Linked DNA regions of Mus musculus: region 1 is linked to region 2. A link is a contact called in public promoter capture Hi-C data. All regions are on one chromosome and are shown on one strand. The core of a region is the stretch at or near the end of the contact, and the rest is flanking DNA. Distances in the headings are between cores, read along the strand shown. Region 1 overlaps Zhx3 (zinc fingers and homeoboxes 3). Region 2 overlaps Top1 (topoisomerase (DNA) I).

The links. Capture Hi-C pulls out chosen DNA fragments and counts their contacts.
Region 1: a promoter capture Hi-C map of liver shows a contact between it and region 2. The contact joins two enhancer-like sites. A contact is called at or near these places in 4 of 39 promoter capture datasets (the C10 cell line, the HPC-7 cell line, pre-B cells and 1 more), 3 of 15 datasets of contacts at CTCF or cohesin (CD8 T cells, large pre-B cells and pro-B cells), 33 of 484 Hi-C or Micro-C datasets (B cells, CD4 T cells, CD8 T cells and 18 more), 5 of 115 datasets of contacts at active chromatin or transcription factors (CD4 single positive thymocytes, CD8 T cells, embryonic stem cells and 2 more) and 2 of 9 other capture datasets (adipose tissue and liver).

Annotation. Positions count from the first base shown.
Region 1 is chr2:160,795,720-160,799,458 of GRCm38.p6, forward strand. The region is part of intron 2 of Zhx3 (zinc fingers and homeoboxes 3); the gene reads right to left. Among named protein-coding and RNA genes, the nearest start is that of Plcg1, 66 kb to the left of the region's middle. Within about 2 kb of position 1,497, at least 57 of the 459 cell types and tissues checked have an H3K27ac peak or open chromatin away from gene starts, as enhancers often do. A contact at or near this core is called in liver, where this site is marked.
Region 2 is chr2:160,713,315-160,717,598 of GRCm38.p6, forward strand. Top1 (topoisomerase (DNA) I) reads left to right here. Exons shown (of 21, transcript NM_009408.2): 15 at 767-952; 16 at 1,732-1,800; 17 at 2,399-2,513; 18 at 4,073-4,200. Among named protein-coding and RNA genes, the nearest start is that of Gm52567, 15 kb to the right of the region's middle. Within about 2 kb of position 1,872, at least 15 of the 459 cell types and tissues checked have an H3K27ac peak or open chromatin away from gene starts, as enhancers often do. A contact at or near this core is called in liver, where this site is marked.

The DNA.
Region 1 (3,739 bases), core at 247-2,746, 82 kb after region 2:
CAGTGAGCCAGTCAGGGTCAAGTCAGGCTGCAAGCACAGAGTGTGGCTGGGACAGCAATTTCTCTGACTCCCTTCTTAGTTCCCTTGCCCGGCACAACCGACAGCCTCATCCCAGACCCACCCCTACTTCTGCTGCACTGTACACTGCCTCAAACTCTCAAGCACAGTGTTCCTCCTCAACAAGATTTATCTGAGCAAAATCTGTTAAGTTTTATCACTCTGCCTCTATCACATTATACTATGGAATACAAGCGAAGTTTGGTGGCCAAGCTGGTACATGTGATTAGAATTTTGAGAACAAAACCCTAGACCTATAAACCAAATACCATCCTCTGCCTAAATGACCTGTTTTGTTCTTCCTCAAAGCCATCTTTGCCCACTATTTTATATTGATAAACTGTCTCCTAGCCCCCAAGATAGGAGAAGGGATAGCTATTACTCTCTTTTCAGTTTGGAGTTACCTATTTCTTTCTTTTTCTTTTTCTTTTCTTTTCTTTTTTTTAGGTATTTTCTTCATTTACATTTCCAGTGCTATCACAAAAGTCCCCCATACCCTCCCCACCCCATTCCCCTACCCACCCACTCCCACTTCTTGGCCCTGGCGTTCCCCTGTACTGGGGCATATAAAGTTTGCACAACCAATGGGCCTCTCTTTCCACTGATGGCCAACTAGGCCATCTTCTGCTACATATGCAGCTAGAGACACGAGCTTGGGGGGGGGGGGTACTGGTTAGTTCATATTGTTGTTCCACCTATAGGGTTGCAGATCCCTTTAGCTCCTTGGTTACTTTCTCTAGCTCCTCTATTGGGGGCCCTGTAATCCATCCAATAGCTGACTATGAGCATCCACTTCTGTGTTTGCTAGGCCCCGGCATAGTCTCACAAGAGACAGCTATATCTGGGTCCTTTCAGCAAAATCTTGCTAGTGTATGCAATGGTGTCAGCGTTTGGAGGCTGATTATGGGATAGATCCCTGGATATGGCAGTCTCTAGATGGTCCATCCTTTTGTCTCAGCTCCAAACTTTGTCTCTGTAACTCCTTCCATGGGTGTTTTGTTCCCAATTCTAAGAAGGGGCAAAGTGTCCACACTTTGGTCTTTGTTCTTCTTGAGTTTCATGTGTTTACAAATTGTATCTTATATCTTGGGTATTCTAAGTGTCTGGGCTAATATCCACTTATCAGTGAGTACATATCATGTGAGTTCTTTTGTGATTGGGTTACCTCACTCAGGATGATACCCTCCAGGTCCATTTCAAACTGAAGAACACCAAGCAAAAGGGTTTAGCTAGGGAAATGGCTTGTTGAGCACTCGGGAGGATGTTGAGTGTACAGCCTCCTGAGAGAAAAGAGAAACCTGACCGAGTACTGTAAAAGTAGGTCACTGCTTCAATAGCTGGCAGCATGCCCCATCTTGTTTCTGACTTCAGTGTCACAAGAAAGGAACTGCCCAGTCTTAGAATAGGTGCTCCACCACCAGCTGGCTACCTCAGCCTGGCCTTCCAGCTGGCATTCTAGAAGCAGCACACAGGCCAGGGCACTGTGGAGTTCACCAAGCCTTTGTCATTGCTGACATGAAAGAGAGATGGTGAGGTTTTTCTATTTTGTTTTGGACAAGCTGGGAGAGAGTTCAAGGCTGTCCTGTGAGTATTTCCTCAAACTTATTAGCAGGGTTCAGTGAGATCACTGCTGTATGTGCAGGCAGCCTTGGCTGCTAAGGCATCAAAATTCTGGCTCTGTTGGGGAAATAAAAAAGCTGTGTTTTTCCCAAAAGGGGGGAGGATAAGAATTACTGATGGAGAATATCAAATGCCAGTAGACTAGAAATAATGAAGTTTTTTTGGTGTAAACTTACATAATGCTATTAACCTTTGTTCACTGTGAAAAAGAAATGACAAAAAAAAAAAACCTCTGTAACTTTGTTGATTTAACCTAAGTTTATATTTAATCAATCAAAGTGAATGCAAGTGAAGTCAAGTATGCCTATAATCCCAACTCTTAGAAGACTGAAGCAGGAGGATTGTCACAAGTTTAAAGACTAAGAGTGAAATCTTGTCTCATAATTAAAAAATAAAGGCAAGACTTGAAAAACATCAAAAAGTAAGTCATTATTTTGCAAAGTTGTGCTCAGCCAGACTGACTATGCCTTGTAAGGTAGAGACCTCACGTTCCTAGGCTCCTTTTTATGGTTAGAGCTACTGATATATTAAAAATGGAAAGTTATATATCTACCAAATACCATATGATTCCAAGCTGCAAGTAAGAAACCCAATTTAAGATGGCTCACAATAAAGGAGTGTTCTGACATGTGAAACAAAGTTCAGTGCAGGGTGGCTTCAGTTTGACTTAGGTATTCTACTTTGTTAGTCTATCCTAAGGGTACCTTCCCTAATCAAGGGTAACAAACAACAATCCCAAGCTTCCAATCCCCCCAAATATAGGTCAGAAGGAAGGCTGACTTTGGGGGTAGGGCTGTTACAAGACTGAGGACTGTTTTTGGTTTTGTTGTTGTTGTTCTTTTGTTTGTTGTTTTTTTTCCTCCCAAGCTCCTTACAAACTTTCTGGGTCATAGCCAGCCCTGAACTCTCCACTGGCACTATGGCCACTGGATTCATCCTGGGTTAACATGTGGAGTTACATGGCTTAGTTAAGTAACCAAGACCCAAGGTTAGAGCTCAGAAGGAAGTCCTTTTTGTATGAGAATGAAAACAAACATGATTTGCTAATACAGAGAGGGAGGAGGGAGGGAGGAGGAGGGACATGGTGAAAGTACAGAGTTGTCTCTTTATCTGATACATAATTTGACCCTCAGAGTGCTAATATTAAGAGAAATGTACTTTGAGTGGTACTGTTTCATTACTTAATAACCATAAATACGTAATGCCTGTCCAGAGGCAATTCCTCCTGGAGGACACTCAGGTAGAAGCATGCCTTGGAGCTCTGCATAAGGAAACCAGGCAAAGGTACAGTGAAATGCATGCAAGGGCTATGCTTATATTGCTCTCCAGAAGGCAAGGCACAGACAGCAAGTTATTATTATCTGGTGTTGTTTTAGTAGCTGGATCAGATGATGTGGTCAGATCCTTCCTTTCAAATGATCTTAGGAATGGTAAGGTAAGGACTGACTTAAGAACAAGATTTCAGAAAATGAGCTCAAACATGACCTCTAAATTGTTTCAAACTATTGTTATTTCAGACAATTCTCTCCATGTGTACTTGTGTGAGTGTGTGTGTGTGTGTGTGTGTGTGTGTGTGTGTGTGTGTGTGTGTGTGTGTATGTGTGTGTGATATAGACTTTTTTTTAATAAAAAAGATTGAGGGCTACTGGATATTTAGCTCAGGTAGATACAGGAAGAATTCAAAGCTAACAGAGTGCCTGTCTTCAAACAGTACAGCCACTGCCATCACCATTAACAAACAAACAAAATCACTGTAAGCCCTCACCAACTTTCTTGCATTTGTTTTGAGCCTTTCAATAATACCATGATTTAAATATCAACAGAACTTACAATTGACAATATAGTCAAAAACCATTTTCATATATACTCTTAGGGAAAGGGCTATAACATTCAAATCCTATCTAATATTTGTTCAGAGAATTTAAAAGTCAATTACATAGTGGGATAATAAATCTTCAAAAGCTAAGTAACTTGACTTAAGTCATACAAATAAGACACAACATCTGGGAATCAAAGCCAGGTATTTCAGATTCCAATGCTTATATATTTAAATCACAGCACA
Region 2 (4,284 bases), core at 622-3,121:
CTAGTAGCATTGAATTCTGGTGGTTATTTCTCATTTCATTCTTTTAGAAAATGACAATTATAACCTATACAATTCTTAAAAAAGTGTGATTTATGATAATTGCAGTTTGAAAGATAGTTTTTTTAGTGCTCAGATTTTTTTCTTCATTTTACACTTAAATTTTAGCCCAAATTCTGAATTCACACAAAATTGATAAGTTTTTAATCTGACTGTTCTCATGAAAATATGGTCTCATTTGTTGCCTTGTTTTAATTTTTTTCTTCTTCTATCTCTACTCTAAGGATGGAGTAGAGAAACTTGGGTCTCTGGGTATTCTGTGACTGACCTACCTACCTACCTACCTACCTACCTACCTTCCTTCCCTCCTTCCCTTCTTACCTCCCTCTCTCCCTCCCTCCCTCCTCCTCCTCCTCCTCCTCCTTCTCTCCCTTTCTCTCTCTGTCTCTCTCTCTCTCTCTCTCTCTCTCTTACTCTTTTATTTGTTACTATATTTAAGTACACTGTAGCTGTCTTCAGACCTGAAGAGGATGTCAGATCTTATTACAGATGGTTGCAAGTTACCATGTGGTTGCTGGGCTCTTAACAGCTGAGCCATCTCTCTAGCCCTGTGACTTTCTTATGAGTTGAGTTTCTAAGTTATGTAGACTGATGTTCATTCCATCTACAAAATTGGGGGCTTCTGGTTTAGAGTGTCATTGAGATTATATGTGGTCTATGTTTCTTCACTCATCTCTTTCTGAACAACTCTGTTCCCTTTCTTGCACAGCTTGCTCTGAGAGCAGGCAATGAGAAGGAAGAAGGAGAGACGGCAGACACTGTGGGCTGCTGTTCACTTAGAGTGGAACACATCAATTTACACCCAGAATTGGATGGTCAGGAGTATGTGGTGGAATTTGACTTTCCTGGGAAGGACTCAATCAGATACTATAACAAAGTCCCAGTTGAGAAACGAGTAAGTTCATGTGGCCTGTGCTTCTTTCTCTAGCTTGCTCTTTTTACATGTTTGTTTATTCAGCAAATATTTTTTGAGGGCTTTTGCATGTTCTGCATTTTGATGAGCTCTAGTAAAATTGATCTCAAAGAAAGAAAAGAGATAATATTTGGTATATGGTGTGCCTCATTTCATGCCTGCCCTGCAACCTCTGCTACATTGCTGGGAACCTGTGGCCATCTCTGGAAGCAGTTTATAACAGAGTCTGCAGAGAGTTAGCCTTTATAGCAAACTCAATGTTAAGATTGAACACAGCCGCTTTAGTGATTTAAGCATCACAGCATCTGCTGATCACTTGTTATCTTGTGGTTTTTCTTAGCCCCAGTCCAAGCCCCAACTGAATAAAATGGTAATCTTTCAGTTCTCAGTCTCTGAGCTCATCTCTGTAGACCCATGAGATAGACATAGGTACCTACTACTTTCGCCCATTCGATAACAGTGGGTGCCAGTTCAATCGAGTAACTAGGGTAAGCATAGGTTGGCTATAAGGGAGTGTTTTTGTTCTTAGGAAGTAGATGCCAGGATGTTTGATGCTAACAAACATCCTATTTGAGTTACAATATATACCACAAATGGCTGAGAACTGATACTTAGGTATTTATGTAAATTTACACATGCAGAACAAGAATTTGGGTATAATATATATAGGTTGTCTTTCTACCTTTTCTCTTTTTTGAAAGTTATTGTGAGTTTGAAATTATTTCTAAAAAATTTTAAAATAATAATTGGACTTGTTTTAGGTTTTTAAAAACTTACAACTGTTTATGGAGAACAAGCAGCCTGAGGACGATCTTTTTGATCGACTTAATGTGAGTAAACACAGGACACTAGGCTAAAGTCCAAGGCAATCTCAAGCTCCTGGGGTCAAGAGTTGTCAAAGGGTATTTGGACTGTCCATTCAGTCTAGATTGTCCAGTGACATTCTACATATCCCTCCTCCCTTGGGGCACTCAGTCATCTGTAACCAGCAGCAGACCCTCCCTCCTCCCACCCTGTGGGTGGTGCTGTGGATTCCTACCAAAGCTGCAAGGCAGAGGGAGCTGAGCTTTCCATGGATCTTCCCTCTTCCTTTCATCCTTTCATGCTTTCATGAGACGCCCAGCTGCCTTTGCTACAGACCTAAGGCTTTCACTTGCTTTCTTTACTGGGAGAGATATTTATAAGAAAGAAAAAATTTGTTGTCTTGAACTTAAGATTAAAGTACTTTATAGAAAGGCACTATGCAATCCTTCCTGTATTCTGGAATTATTTTCCCTCTTTGCTAACTTCCTCTGTGAAGGACAGGACAGTAACTGGCAGGATGGTGGCAGCACTGGCACAAGGACTCCTAGTATTCACTGTAAGGGAAAGGGTGATTTGGTGTTTACCTCAGTTCCAATATCCTCTTTGTTGTCGTGTTTAATGCAGACTGGTATTCTAAATAAACATCTTCAGGATCTCATGGAGGGCTTGACTGCCAAGGTGTTCCGTACCTACAATGCCTCCATCACACTACAGCAGCAGCTTAAAGAGCTCACAGCCCGTAAGTAATACTCTGTATGGTTGTCCTTGGGATGGTGCCAGTTTCCTTCTCTTCATTCTTTCCCGCCAACCTCTTGAAGAGGCTTTGCTGTCTAAGCAAAACCAAGGCCTTTCTTCCCACTGCTGCTGCAAACTCTAGATTAATCTCATAGAATACTAACAAGAGCTTTGCATCTGGTCTAAAAATTTTTATGTTTTATCTGTGTTACTTACAAGCTCAGAGGGTATAGGCAGTGGTGTTAAATTGGGGAGAATAGAGTTGTCATGGTTACCAGAAAAATGTAGTAGTAAATCTTTTTCTTTTTTTCTTTTTGGTCTTCATAATAGTATGTAATAATTACCTCTGGGACCTTAGAACTTCTTTTCCTCTCCATTTAAAACAAACTCTCACACTGTAGCTAAAGGCTGGGCACATTCATCATGTGATCCAAGCTAGTGAACCTTCTGCTTCAGCCTACCCACAGCTGAGGCTGTAGGCAACCCTTCTGCTCCTGCCACTTGAATTTCCACTGCCTTCTATAAATGTATCAAATGCTCTTAGACGAGCCAGAGATGGTATGCTGGAGATCAGTAATTAGGATTGGTTTAAACAGTGGCTAAAAAGCCTGGATGTGTTGGTGGCAGCCCAGCACTTGGAAGCAGAGGCAAACAAATCTCTTGAGTTTGAAGCTAGCCTGGTCTATAGAGCAAGTTCAAGGACCCTGTCTTAAAAGAACACCCCATCCCCACTCCTACCCCTCCACAAAAAAGAAAGAAAGTCAGATCCCTAGAACTAGAGTAATAGATGAAACCAAACCCAGGTTCTCTGCATGAGCAGCAAGTATTTTTTAACCACTGAGCCTTCTCTGCAGCCCCTGCAGTATAGCTTAGGATCCCTTCATCTCATTCTCCTGTAGTCATTTCTTCTAGCACAGCTGCAGCATTTGCTACATCTGCCTAGTAAGTGGGAGACAGGGAATAAGAAAAGCAGTATAAAGGTCTGGGGGCTTTGGGTTTTTGTTTTTTGTTTTGGTTTGTTTGTTTGTTTAAAGATTTACTTGTTTTATGTGAGTACACTGTCACTGTCTTCAGACATACCAGAAGAGGATATTGGATTCCATTACAGATGACTATGAACCACTGTGTGGTTGCTGGGAATTGCACTCACAACCATCTGGAAAGCAGTCAGTGCTCTTAACAGCTGAGCCATCTCTCCAGGCCCAACTCTTGAAGTTTTTAAGAAACAAAACCAAAAATATAGATTTCCCTGTAATGTAGACAAGCTGGGCAGTAGTTATAGCTATTCAGGAACTTAGCAGTTTAGAGACCACCTGGACTTCATAATGAGACCTGGACACAAAATCCAGTAAGGGTAAAGAAAAATATAAAAGAGAGGCTCAGAATTCCTCCTGTGACAGAAACTCATTCAGGTTTATGTAGAAATTTACTGCCTTTGACTCAAATGTTGACCTTGAAACTTGGTTATGATAAACTGAAGGTTTGTAAAAACATCTAGAATGCATTTCATGTGTATATTCTTGGTATACAAACTGACCCAGTTACTATTATATTTCTTTGTAGCTGATGAGAATGTACCAGCGAAGATTCTATCTTATAACCGTGCCAATCGAGCTGTTGCAATTCTTTGTAACCACCAGAGGGCGCCACCAAAGACCTTTGAGAAGTCAATGATGAACTTGCAGTCTAAGGTATGGTGGGTCCAAAGGTAGGGTAGCAAAGGGAGTCCATGTCTGATGTCTTCTGACAAGCAGAGGCTTCTGGAATCTGACATA